Linked DNA regions of Mus musculus: region 1 is linked to region 2. The links are chromatin contacts, called in public HiChIP or PLAC-seq maps. All regions are on one chromosome and are shown on one strand. Each heading gives the region's core, a stretch centred on a gene start, on an enhancer-like site or on the middle of the called end of the contact. The rest is flanking DNA. Distances are from core to core; before and after follow the strand shown. Region 1 has its middle 17 kb from the start of Gm33033. Region 2 holds the start of Rnf114 (ring finger protein 114).

The links. HiChIP or PLAC-seq counts read pairs in DNA pulled down with a chosen protein or histone mark.
Region 1: a contact with region 2 is called in an H3K4me3 HiChIP or PLAC-seq map of bone marrow-derived macrophages, with 4 times the contacts expected there. The contact joins the enhancer-like site here to the promoter of Rnf114 in region 2. A contact is called at or near these places in 2 of 15 datasets of contacts at CTCF or cohesin (both in the NIH/3T3 cell line), 8 of 484 Hi-C or Micro-C datasets (the 4T1 cell line, the G1E-ER4 cell line, embryonic stem cells and 2 more), 22 of 115 datasets of contacts at active chromatin or transcription factors (T-cell acute lymphoblastic leukemia, bone marrow-derived macrophages, cardiomyocytes and 15 more) and 3 of 9 other capture datasets (adipose tissue, embryonic stem cells and pancreatic islet).

The regions. Positions count from the first base shown.
Region 1 is chr2:167,891,297-167,897,250 of GRCm38.p6, forward strand. No RefSeq gene overlaps it. Among named protein-coding and RNA genes, the nearest start is that of Gm33033, 17 kb to the left of the region's middle. Within about 2 kb of position 3,890, at least 48 of the 459 cell types and tissues checked have an H3K27ac peak or open chromatin away from gene starts, as enhancers often do. A contact at or near this core is called in the 4T1 cell line, the G1E-ER4 cell line, adipose tissue and 3 more, where this site is marked.
Region 2 is chr2:167,502,192-167,508,254 of GRCm38.p6, forward strand. Rnf114 (ring finger protein 114) reads left to right here and starts at 1,252. Exons shown (of 6, transcript NM_001360930.1): 1 at 1,252-1,410; 2 at 4,856-5,006. The coding sequence starts at 1,268.

The DNA.
Region 1 (5,954 bases), core at 2,640-5,139, 390 kb after region 2:
GAGGACAGCCTCTGCTACACAGTGAGATCCTGACTCAAAACACCAAAACGACAACACGAGGAAATGACAGCAGGGGCCTGCAAGAGAGCTCAGTGGTTAAGGGGCTTGCTGCCAAATCTGACTGCGTGAGTTCTATCCCCAGAGCCCATATGGGAAAAGAGAGAACCGGTTCCATACAACTGTCCTCTGACCTCTACATACACAATAAACAGATGTAAAAAGAAAAGAAGACTAACAATAAGGGTGTGTTTTGTATGAGTGGAGGAGGTGATTAAAGTGAGAGGCATGAATGAATGCTGCGTGTTTCTCTGCTGGCCACGGGGCATAGTGGTCAGGGGCGCAGACACTGAAGCTGGGTGGGCAGGTTCCGAACCTCTCTGAGCTTCCACCCTCTGTTATCACCATGGTGTCTGGCGCCCATCCTTGCCTCGCAGGCCACTGGTCTGTCCTTGTGTGTGAAGCAGAGCCAGAGTTGAATTCTGTCCCCTACGTGACCTGTGCAAAAGAAATTCTCATCTGCGGGGGCATGCGCTGCCCTCCCACGGGGCACACGGGAAAGTCTAGAGACGGCTTGGACTCTATTTCAGTGGGAAGAGCTACCACTGTTAAACTCCCTGCTGGGTGCAGGACAGCCCCATCCCCAGAGAAAGATGACGGCCTCAGGAAAGCATGTCCCCAGCTGAGCTGGGCCACACAGCTCTGCAACCCTGAAGTCCCTGTAGGGAAGTGAAGGCCGAAGGAGCTGCCCATGTGTGACAGGAGATAGTCGCTCTGCCCCGAGCCACCCCAGCTAGCAGAGACTCTGCCTGGAGGGAGTCTGTTCCTGGCCCTACTCACCAGGCAAGGAACGTGTCTCCAGCGCCTCTCAGTGGCCAGGACCTTGAACTACAGATATTTCCGGCGGAGGGTACAGAGTGGGACCCCTCTCGGTTCACCAAGGCTGTTCCTCAGGCAGAAGGGTCACAGTGGGTAATGGCAGAAGTAGCAAAGAAATATGGATATGGAGTTGAGCCCTCTGTCACTCAGCAGCCATGAGACCTTAGGTGAAACCTTTCTCCTCTGAGCTTCGGTTTGCCCATCTGTAAAATGGAGCTGGAGCGGGTGGTTGGTCTTGTTGGCAGGATCTTCTTAAGATCGCATGGAGGGCCGGGCGTGGTGGCGCACGCCTTTAATTCCAGTACTCGGGAGGCAGAGGCAGGCGGATTTCTGAGTTCGAGGCCAGCCTGGTTTACAGAGTGAGTTCCAGGACAGCCAGGGCTATACCGAGAAACCCTGTCTCGAAACAAAAACAAAAAAACCCAAACAAACAAACAAAAAGACCCCGTGGAGGGTGGTGTGGATCAGATGCTGTGTTCGTCAGACGGCGTGCAGGGTGGTGTGGATCAGATGCTGTGTTCGTCAGACCCCGTGGAGGGTGGTGTGGATCAGATGCTGTGTTCGTCAGGGCGACTTGTCGTGGTCCATCTTGCTATGTCCTCAAGGATGACCTTGGACTTCTGACTTTCCTGTTACACCACTAAAAATCCTTAAACAGACAATAAATAAGTTTAGTGCAAAGGCACACTTAGAGAAGAGAGGGTGAACCGCCATGGCCCGTGAGGGTTCTGTCTTTGTTTCATACATATGCTTAAAACATGTACATTGCTAACATATGTGATGCCAAACTCTGCACTCCCTCAGCCCTAGTAAAGACCCCCCCAGCCCCGAGTAAACACACACCTGTCATGTCAGCCCTTGGGCTACAGAGCAAGCTCCTGTCTTAAAATAAACATTTAAGAAGCAATCCTGCCAAGCCGTCAGAAATACAACTGTTCGCTAGAAGTAGAGAAATAGGGAAAACAAACGAATAAACAAAACACTCGCCTCTCTACAGAAAAGCAAGGCAAATGGCCCACACATGCATCTCTTAGAGAGTATGTTTTCAAATTTATTTGGCCGGGAAGGGGCATGTGCAGGCCATGGTGTGTGTGTGTGTGTGTGTGTGTGTGTGTGTGTGTGTTGTCAAATGAGTCTGTTCTCTCCTTCCACCATACAGGTCCAGGGAATCGAACTCAAGTCATCAGGCTTGGTGGCAAGCTGCTTCACCCGTTGAGCCGCCTCACTGATCCTGGACACGCACTTTAAAACTCAAGCCCTAACATAAAATGATGAGTGCTCCAGGCTAGACCTTGTGGACAGTTATGTCCTCTACTGGCCAGGTGGAGATAGAGCCTGACTGTAGTGGGCCCGGGCTCCAGGCAGGAAAAACCAGGGCCTCCCTGGCATCTGGGCTGAATGTCTCTGAGTAGGTTCAACCTTAAACATTTAGACAATCATTGTGGAAGTTTCAAAAGCCTGTGTCCTGTGACGGACAGCAGAGTCTCTAGGAGTGCATCAGAGGGAACAGAGCAGTGGCTTGAGCGCACAGGCGATAATTGTGTGGTGTTTATTAGCTACAAAGCTTAGAAACAGCTATGGCCAGGCACCCATCGAGGTTCAAGTTTATGTTCGCACTGTGGAATGTGTGAAGCACGTTTTCCTGGTGTTGGTCTGGAGGGATCACCAAGGTGCATTGTTAAGAGGGGGAAAAAGAAAACAAACTTGCTCAGAACAGGGTGTGGAGCAACAGGGAGGACAGGAATCTGCTCACGTGCCTAGCACCTACCTCCTGGCTCTCTCAGCAACAATCCCTGAGACACAGTGACCACGAGGGTTTGCAGGAGGGGAGGTGGAGGAGAGGTACCGGGTCTGGCAGTCAGCAGACGCAGAGAACAACCCACTCTCTTTAGGCAGCCGAGTCCTAGCCCTCTAACTCAGTCTAGGGTAGAGTTGTGACTCTACACGTAGGAGCCATGCACTACAAAGTCAACACCCCCCCACCCTGGTCTCAGTTTCCTATTACAACATTTTCCCATATGTGTTCATTTCTTAGCTGATTTATTTTAAGATTAAAAGATTACGCCAGGCATGGTGGTGCATGCCTTTAATCCCAGCACTCAGGAGGCAGAGGCAAGAGGATCTCTGTGAGTTCGAGGTCAGTCTGGTCTACAAATCGGCAGGTTCCAGCACAGCCAGGGCTGTTGCACAGAGAAACCTTGTCTGGAAAAACCAGAAGAAGAAGAAAAAAACAATTTTAAAGAAATGACATTCTTTTATTTATTTATTTATTTGTGTGTATGTATGTATGCACACTCACACCACAGCATGTTTGTGAAGGTCAGCTTGCAGAAGCAGTCTCTTTCTACCATGTGTATCCCTGGGATCAAGTTTGTCCAGGTTGGCAGCAAGCACCTTTACCTACTGAGCTATCTTGCCAGCCCATGAAGATTTCAAAGAGAAATAAGAATAACATCATTGTCAGGAAGGCACTGCCTCAAGACCTGAGAGTGGGTAGTTTTCCTCCTCTTCCTCCTTCTCCTCTCCTCCCCCCTCCCCCTCCCCCCTCCCCCTCCTCCTCCTTCTCCTCTTCCTCCTCCTTGGAGCCAAGGATGTCTTCTATGAAGATCAAGCTGACCTTCAACTCTTGATTCTCATGCCTCAACCTCCTAGAGATTTCTAAATCAAAATAATAATGATTTTCAAAGTAGAGTTAAGTGACTAAAAAAAAACAACAACAAACTTTTGAAGTCTCCCAGGTGTTTGTTTGTTTGTTTTTGCCTAGTGTCTGTCTGAGACGGAGTACCTATTAAAATAACATGGATCCTACTGCCTCCTGCTGGGTGTCAGAACTCTTCGTGTGTCTGACTCAGTCCGAGGTGGAATTCTGTCTCCCATTTACTAGCTGGGACCCCTGAGGCTCTACAACTCCCTCAACCTCACTTCCCATCTATACAACACGAGGCGCGTAGAAATGCTGGGCGGCTCGTGAGCATCAAGGCTTCAGAAGCAACCTAACCTGGGAGACCGACCGACTGGATGAGCTTGGTTCAAACAGTGCGTCACCGGCTCCCTGGTACCCGCCCGCTCAGCAGCGCCTTCCGACCGCTGGGAAGGGGCGACACCTGGCGGGCGCGCCTGGAACTGCTCATGGACCGCAGTATCGTTCCGCAAATGCCCACCCGATCGATGTTCGTTCACGCGGGAACTTCGGGTGGGCCCAGCTCAGGGCGCACACCACAGCACACTCACTCACTCACTCACTCACTCACTCACTCACTCACTCACTCACTCACTCACTCACTCTCACTCACTCACTCACTCACTCACTCACTCTCACACACACTCGCATGGGAAGAGGGGCTGAGAAGCTCCCCCGCCCACTTCTCCTAGGGAATGTCTGAGGTTCCCGGGCCTGATAAGGATAGATCCCTGCAAGTGAACAAGGCTGATCCAATGAAGACATAACACTACAACAGGCCAAGAGCCCGGCTCCCATCGCAGACCATGTAGTAGATGGCGTGGCACAGGAGATTTTTACTAGGTGAGCTGAACTTCTGAACAGGATCTTCGGAAGCCATCCTTGGGTCTGACTCTTTTCTCTCTGTAGCAGCAATGGCTTGATGGAGTTGTGCTCCTGAGTCTGCGGCTGAACAGGGGTGGATGACACACAAACAGACGTGGCCCATCCCAGGACCAGCCAGTCATACAGTGGGTGTGGGTGCTCTTCTGTGACCCCAACATTTCAGAGGCTGAGGCTGAAGGGCCAGGAAGGAGTTCTAGGACAGCTACCAGCACCCCTAACAAGCTGCTGAGAATCTGGGGTCTCTTAGTGGCAGCAAAGCCCCAGCTGGGATGTTGTGCACAATGGAGTGAGGCGATTTCCTTTAAAAGCTAAATTCTTGGGCTGAAGAGACCACTCTGTATCTAAGACTACTTTTGGTTCTGCCAAAGGACTGGAGTCCAGTTCCCAGGACCCACTTGGCAGCATGTAACCATATGTAACTCCAGTTCCAGGGCATCGGATTTCCTCCTCTGATCTCCAAGAGCAACAACAACAACAACAACAACAACAACACACACACACACACAATCTAGAAACCAAACTCACTTGGGGCTAGGGAGATAACTTGGTTGGTAGAGGGTTTGTTCAGGCTAGCATGCACAAACCCCTAGGTTAGCTGGGGTGGACACACACACACGAGCAATGTAGTCAGGAGACTAGGAGTTCAACACCACATTATACTTTTTGGAGCATTCAGTGCCGACCTGAGAGCCTGTCTCAAAAATAAATATTTAAGTAAGGGAAAAATATGTGCTTTTAAAAGAAGAACGTGCCCTAGACATGGCAGCATACGTAGGAAAGACGGCAATGGGTGGAGAAACGGGACCAGCGTTTTAAGTGTGACGATCGTTACTCCCCGTTGCTGTGGTTCATGTTGGGATCTCCCAAACATTGTCCAGATCACAGCATAGACTCTGCCTGACTGCCACCTTGTATTTAATTTGCATTAAATGCTGTTCAGGGCTCTCTCCTGATATAACCTCTTGCATGGCCCCTCGTGGCCTCAAGATCAAGTCCACCCTCCTCATCTTCATCCACAAACCTTACCCTCGTCTGGTGCAAGAGCTGCTGGGAGTCAGAGTCTCCAGCCAAAAGCGATCTGAGTCCCCACATGTGGCTTCTTACATAATCAGCAAAATATTAATTAATGTCTACCCTAACCCTGATGACAATACCCCAGAGAAGAAATTTTAAAATAAGCGTTGTTGGCTCTAATCTGTTACTGTTGATAATGCAAAGGCCCCACATGTGTCTATTGCATTATCCAGCCATACGGCATAGCCCAAGCCAGAGACCGGCCAAGTGGGGCCTCCTGAAGTTGGCAGTCATGGTTAGATGCGATCCTGAAACCATATGGCACAGGCTCCTCCAGGGGGTGAGGAATGTGTTGTGTCCCAGAGTCCAAACTTTATGCTCTTCTGTGGTGCCTGGGGGGGCAGGAGCAGGGGAGATGGCTCGGGCAGTCAGCTGCCTGTCATGAACGCCCAAGAGCATGGGTTAAGCTTCTACAGCCCAGTAAAGGCTAGGTGTGGTG
Region 2 (6,063 bases), core at 2-2,501:
CCCAGAGAAACCCTGTCTCGAATCCCCCAACACACACACACACACACACACAAAGTGCCTGTTTTCAGCCACACCAGAAGAGGGCATCGAATCCCATTGCAGACGGTTGTGAGCCACCATGTAGTTGCTGGGAATTGAACTCAGGACCTCTGTGAGAGCAGCCAGTGCTCCTGACTGCCGAGCCATCACTCCAGCCCCTGAAGTGCACCTTTTTAGAAGCACCTATTTTGTTTGTTGCTTTGGTTTTTGAGAAAGGGTCTCTTTTGCAATCCAGGCTGACCTCAAAGCTCAAAACATTTTGACTTCTACAGGTGAGTATACCACCCCGTATCCCAGGCTAGCCTCAAACTCACTATATTGCCCGAGATAGTTCTGAACTTCTGATCCTCCTGCCTTTATTTCTCAAGTGCTGGGGATTCTGAGTGTGGACTACCAAATATGACATATACACTGCTAGGGATGGAACCCAGGAGCCCGTGTGCCATGCTAGAGGAGACCTCTTCCTTGGTGGCCACACCCCAGCCCTGGACGCAGTGCTTTCCAGATAATCAACTCCTTGTTGATCTTGGACTCAATCACTGCCAGTACCCAACACCTGCTGGAACTCTTGGTCTTCAAGGTACTGGCTGATCGCGCACAGTCCAGTGACTTCCTGTTATACTATACCTCCTTCAGTCCAAGCCTCTGTCCTATTTTATTTTTCCAGGCCACGTACAAGCCATAGGAAAAGGGCAATAAATATGTCTAGAAAACTGGAAAGGTTCACGGAGGTGGTATCGACCTAACAAGCCACGGGAGTTTGTGAGATACACTTGTACCCCGTTAGCTGTGCAGGCAGGAAGTCCTGCCTCCTCCTTTCCGGTTAGGAAAGACGCTGAGAAATCAGATCAAATCATCTGGCCACACCTGGTGGTGCAGACTATACAGCCAATTACTTGGTAGGCTGAGGCAGGAGGATGGAAAGTTCAAAGCTCAACTGGGCAAGTTGGTGAGCTAGCTAAGGTCAACTGTAATAACAATACACATTCACGGTCTGAGTTCCTGTGGGTGAGAGGTGTGGGCTCAGTGTGGCTGCGTCCTCTAGGCTCTCCCCGGGACGCCATCTACACACCTGGTGGGCGGCAGCTTTCAAAAGCTCCAGGGGGCGAGGGGGCGTTGTGGACTCCGCCCATCTCAGCCCCTAGCGCGTGCGCAAACGACGGCGGCCCCGCCCCCAGCCCCCCTCGGCGGCTCTTTCTCTCTCAGCGCGACGCTCCTCAGCGGCAAGATGGCGGCGGCGCAGCCGGAGTCCCGAGATGGAGCCGCGCAGTCGGCGAAGCCGGCGTCCGAGACGGACCCCCTCAGCCGCTTTACGTGTCCCGTGTGCCTGGAAGTATTCGAGAAGCCGGTGCAGGTGCCCTGCGGACACGTGTGAGTGGCGGGCGCCTGCCGGGTAGGGGTCGCGGTGCGCAGGCGGCGGGCGGCCGGCGGCGTCTGACGAGGGAGCACAGCGGGCCCCCTCGAGCCTCGGCGTCGCGACTCACCGGGCCGCCGCCGGCGCCTCCGAAGTGCGCGGGAGGCCGCCGGGCTAAGTATGGACAGTGGGCCCCGGGCTAGGCTGGAACAAGAGGGAAGTGCCGGGACGCTCGGCCGTACCCGCGGACCGGGTGTGGGGTGCTCGCTCGCGGAGGCCGCCTCCCTCGGCGTGAGTGAAGCCCGGTGTCGCGGGCCAGGCTGCCGCAGCCGCTTCAGGAGTTGAGCGAGGGCGGCCTGGGCTTTCCCTGGCTCCTGTGACCGCTTAGCGGGATTTGAATCCCATTCTTGCACATTTCAAACACACCGTAGCCGAAGAGCCTGAGGATGCTCGACCACGTCCCTCCGCGGCCCCGCCCACTGCCGCTCACCCAGGAATCGGGCTTCCTGACCCCCCCCAACTCCAGCACCCTTTTTTGGGCGCACAGGCATTCCCGCCGCTGTCCTGTGAGTGCCAGCCTTTTTCCGGGTGAATCAAAGTGCAAGTGTCAAGGGTCGCTCATTCGGGCCAGCGTCGCCTGCCAGACCGTCCCCAGGAGCGAGGCGGGGCCTTCCCAGCACTGTGGGAGGGATGCCTGCAGGGACACTGGGCTCCTGCCAGCTTGGGTTCAGGTACAGGTAGCCGTTACCGATCGCCCGCCGCCACTACTTCAGGCCTCCCGTCCTGATGACCTCCCTCACTTCTCTCTCGACTCTGCTAGCTTTCTCATTACACGGAGCAACATGTAGGGACCCAAGAAGAGAGTACCATGTCCTCTCTGTCCGATGATAAAAGCCGGTGTTCGGCACCGTGAGCCGAACCCAGACTCCCTCCCAGTCAGTTAACTGGAGTGTCTGCATGCCCTCTGTTTGCTGTTTTGGGATAGAGTTAAGAAGGCAATTTGGAACCGGGCGTGGTGTTGCAGGCCTTTAATCCCAGCACTCGGTCGGGAGGCAGAGGCAGGAGGATTTCTGAGTTCGAGGCCAGCCTGATCTACAAAGTGAGTTCCAGGACAGCCAGGGCTATACAGAGAAAGCCTGTCTCGAAAAACAAACAAACAAAAACCAAAAGAAGGCAATTTGGCCCTCGGGTTTACAGCTCAGGAGGTTGTTTGGTAAGTAGTGGCCAGTGAGATAGCTCAGAAGCTGAAGGCTCTTGTCACCAAACCTGATGACTTCAGTTCGCTCCTGAGGAGCCACATGGTAAAAGAATTGACTCCCACAAACTGTCCCCAGATTTCCAGCTGTCCTCAACGGCACACACATTCATATTTTTTTAAAGGAAATACTAATGACTGTTCAAACTATGGTGTATTCGGTAGGAGAGCACGTGAGGGCTGTTAACATTTGTGAAGAAACATGACTTGATTGAAAAGCACCAGGCTTTGAGGCTTCCTTGACCTTTTCCTACATCATAGGGCAAGAAGCAGTACCAGCATAGCAAACATAACCAGCCTCCGTACTCAGCAGATTGTTTGAAGTCAGACACACCTTGGTGAGGGTAGCTGACTTCTCTGAGCCTCCTCCAAGTGCTTTGGGCTCTGCCAACTTGATTTTTAATGTTTGCCTTTGAAGCTGGAGAGTCCTACAGCTGTGGTTGGAGCATTTGATTTTATGAAATTCAGGTCAAGCCCTGTGGCTACACCCTTTCAGGTCTGGAGGAGCGCAGATAACTTGATGCTAAAGAGCACTGACAGAAAGGCTGAACTAGTTGACTCCCATTTCTAGGAAGTAGAAACTGAAAGTCAGCTCCAGACACAGGAAGCTAGATGCAACCTCCTTGTAAGGGTATAACTCAGGCACGCAGGCTGTGAGCATCTGATAGACTGTTAAATCAACTGCTTTAATCTGTATGTTGGCTTGGATTCCTCAGTTGTCTTGAGTTGCTCTTGGGATGATGGGCTACTATAAAGGGCCTGCCCACCCTGCCTTGCCCTTTCTCTGTGTGATCTGCCACATCACTGCCCCAAAGGCCTTCCTTTCTATACTTGGCACACTCCTTCCTCTGTGGCCTTCCATTCAGTGTCATCTCAGAGGAACTCCCTATGCTCCACCTGCCAGGCTGTTTGTTATCCTTCATCACCGTATGAAACCACTGTTTTCTTCAAATACAGCATCACTCTGGGTGGTATACCCTTAATCCCAACACTTAGGAGGCAGAGGAAGGCAGATCTCTAAGTTAAGACCAGCCTGGTCTTTAAGAGTGAGTTCTAGGAGAGCCAGAACCAACAAACAGGACAAAAAAAAAAAAAAAGAGTTATAAGGATAGGGCATTTCCTAGTAAATAACTAGTCACCTCCCAGCCAGGACTAGAATTTTTGCCTAATAGAAACGATCAAGATTTCTTAAAAGATAGTGGGGGGGGGGTCAGTTCTGATACACACACACACACACAGAGGCACACACATATCTCCTGGTCTTTTCCAGCAGATTTTGTTAATGTAACCATAAGTCAAAGTAGTTTGGTAGTTTAGTGTCCTGTGCCTTAGTAGCCTTCTTGTGCTGTGAGCCAGCAGGTGCCCCCTCTGCCTCTAGATCATGGTGTTTGAGTTTCTTGAATATGTGAGAATTTTCAGCCTGTGTGCCCTCCCTCCCTCCATAGCTTCTGATCTGCATGATCTGTACTGTTTAATTTGCCTGCCTGTGAGTAAAATTCCCTTGACACTTTTAAATTTGGGGTTTGATATTTGTTTGCTTTGTTTTTTGAGACAAGGTCCCTCTATGTAGCTCTAGCTATCCTGGAACTTGCTATAAACCAGGTTGGCCTGGAACTCGGAGAACCTCCTGCCTCTGGCCCCCAAGTGCTGGGATTAAAGGCGTGCGCCACCATGCACAGACTGAACTTTTAATTTGAGGGCATGGAATATTTTCTCCTTGTCTGTCAATCACAGTGTTTTAAGGTTGATCCAGAGGCTGCCTCTGAGGTCTGACCAGCACTGTTCTTGGGTTATAACTAGCCCCACTGGGTTTGCGTGTTCCCACAATGCTTTGCTTTCACCTCTGATAGTAACAGTCCCTCCCACCTTTTGTTTCATGAGTGTTCACAGTACATGGTCAATCTCCAGCAGATGGGTGTGAACTTCTTCCTTTTACACCAGAAAGTGGGGCTCAGGAAACCCTACCAGGATTCCCTAGTGACAGGGACTAAGCTTTGAAGGCTCAAACATCATGCCTTTCTCCATAATGTCCCAAACCACAGGTACAGTTTCTTTTTTCAGTTGTGCCAAGGGCATGGTATTTTATTTGAATAAGAGCAGGGAATCACTGTCCCAGTCCATTATTCATTGGTGTCTTTTAAAAGTTGATCCACTTTTGTTGTCTTGTCTCTTTGCATGACACAGGTTCTCTGTGTGTCTTGTTCTAGCTTTTGCTCTGCATGCCTGCAGGAATGTCTGAAGCCGAAGAAACCTGTCTGTGGGGTGTGTCGCAGCGCTCTGGCACCTGGCGTCCGAGCTGTGGAGCTCGAGCGGCAGATCGAGAGCATAGAGACTTCTTGCCATGGCTGCCGTAAGAATGTATGTGGACTTCATGGAGAGTCCTTGTCTTTTGGTGATGAGATGTAGAAGAGCTAGTGTCTGAAGTTAGAGCCTGAATACTGGCCAACAGCATCAGTGCATGCCTGCTGTGTGTGGTGGTGGCTGTGCTGCTGTTGGGGGAGGGGGGCTGTTTTTTTGTTTGTTTATGTTTCTTCACCTTGCTGGGGTTTATTTTTTCATGAGTTGGTTTAGCAATTTATACATACTACTTTTGAAATCCATAGAAACAAATTCCCACCCCTATAACAGGCCACCTTCTGCTAATCTAAGCACTTAGGGACCGAGCAGCAAAGCTAGGAGACCTAAGCCAGCCTGGGCTGCTGAAGTCCTACTGCAGAAAGTAACTCGCATGTGTTCTAGTTAGAATATAAGGGTACTGCATGATTTTTAAGTTATATATAAAATGAACATCCCTCAGTATAGAGTGATTGCCTAGCCTGCAGGAAGCCTGGGTTCCATCCCCAGCATCCTCTCAACAAGACGTGGTGGTTCACACATAATCCCAGCACTGTGTGGTAGGCAGGAGGGTCTAAAATTCAGGGCCAACCTGGTATGCACAAAGCTGTCTCTCAAAGAAAGAAAGAACTCTGCACTAAGCTCAAAGGAAACTTCACAATCTGCCACTAGAGTCATAAAACTTAAACTTGTGTTTTAGCCCTTGAGAGTCTGGAGTGTGAGGTGGAGGGGCAGTAGCAGTGTCTCTCTACCCATGGAATGTGGCCTCCAGCACTTACACTGGGCTGTGTCACCGTGCCGTGTGCTTTCCTACACTGCTCACTGCTGCTGGGAGCACAGACAGCTAGTGCTTTATTGTCCTTAAATCATTACAATTTTTATTCCAGACAGTAAAAAGGTACAAACCGCCACTGTGTTTTCCTCCACAGGTCTGTCTGGAAAGGCTGGGTCAGTTTGCTAAGTGGTGTTGCACACTGGTGACCCTGCACTTGGGCTGTGGGGGAGGGTAGCTTCCCACTTAGAAAGTTGCTCTGCACTTTCTACCTTTAGGCAAGTGTTTCCACACACAGCAAGGTGCACC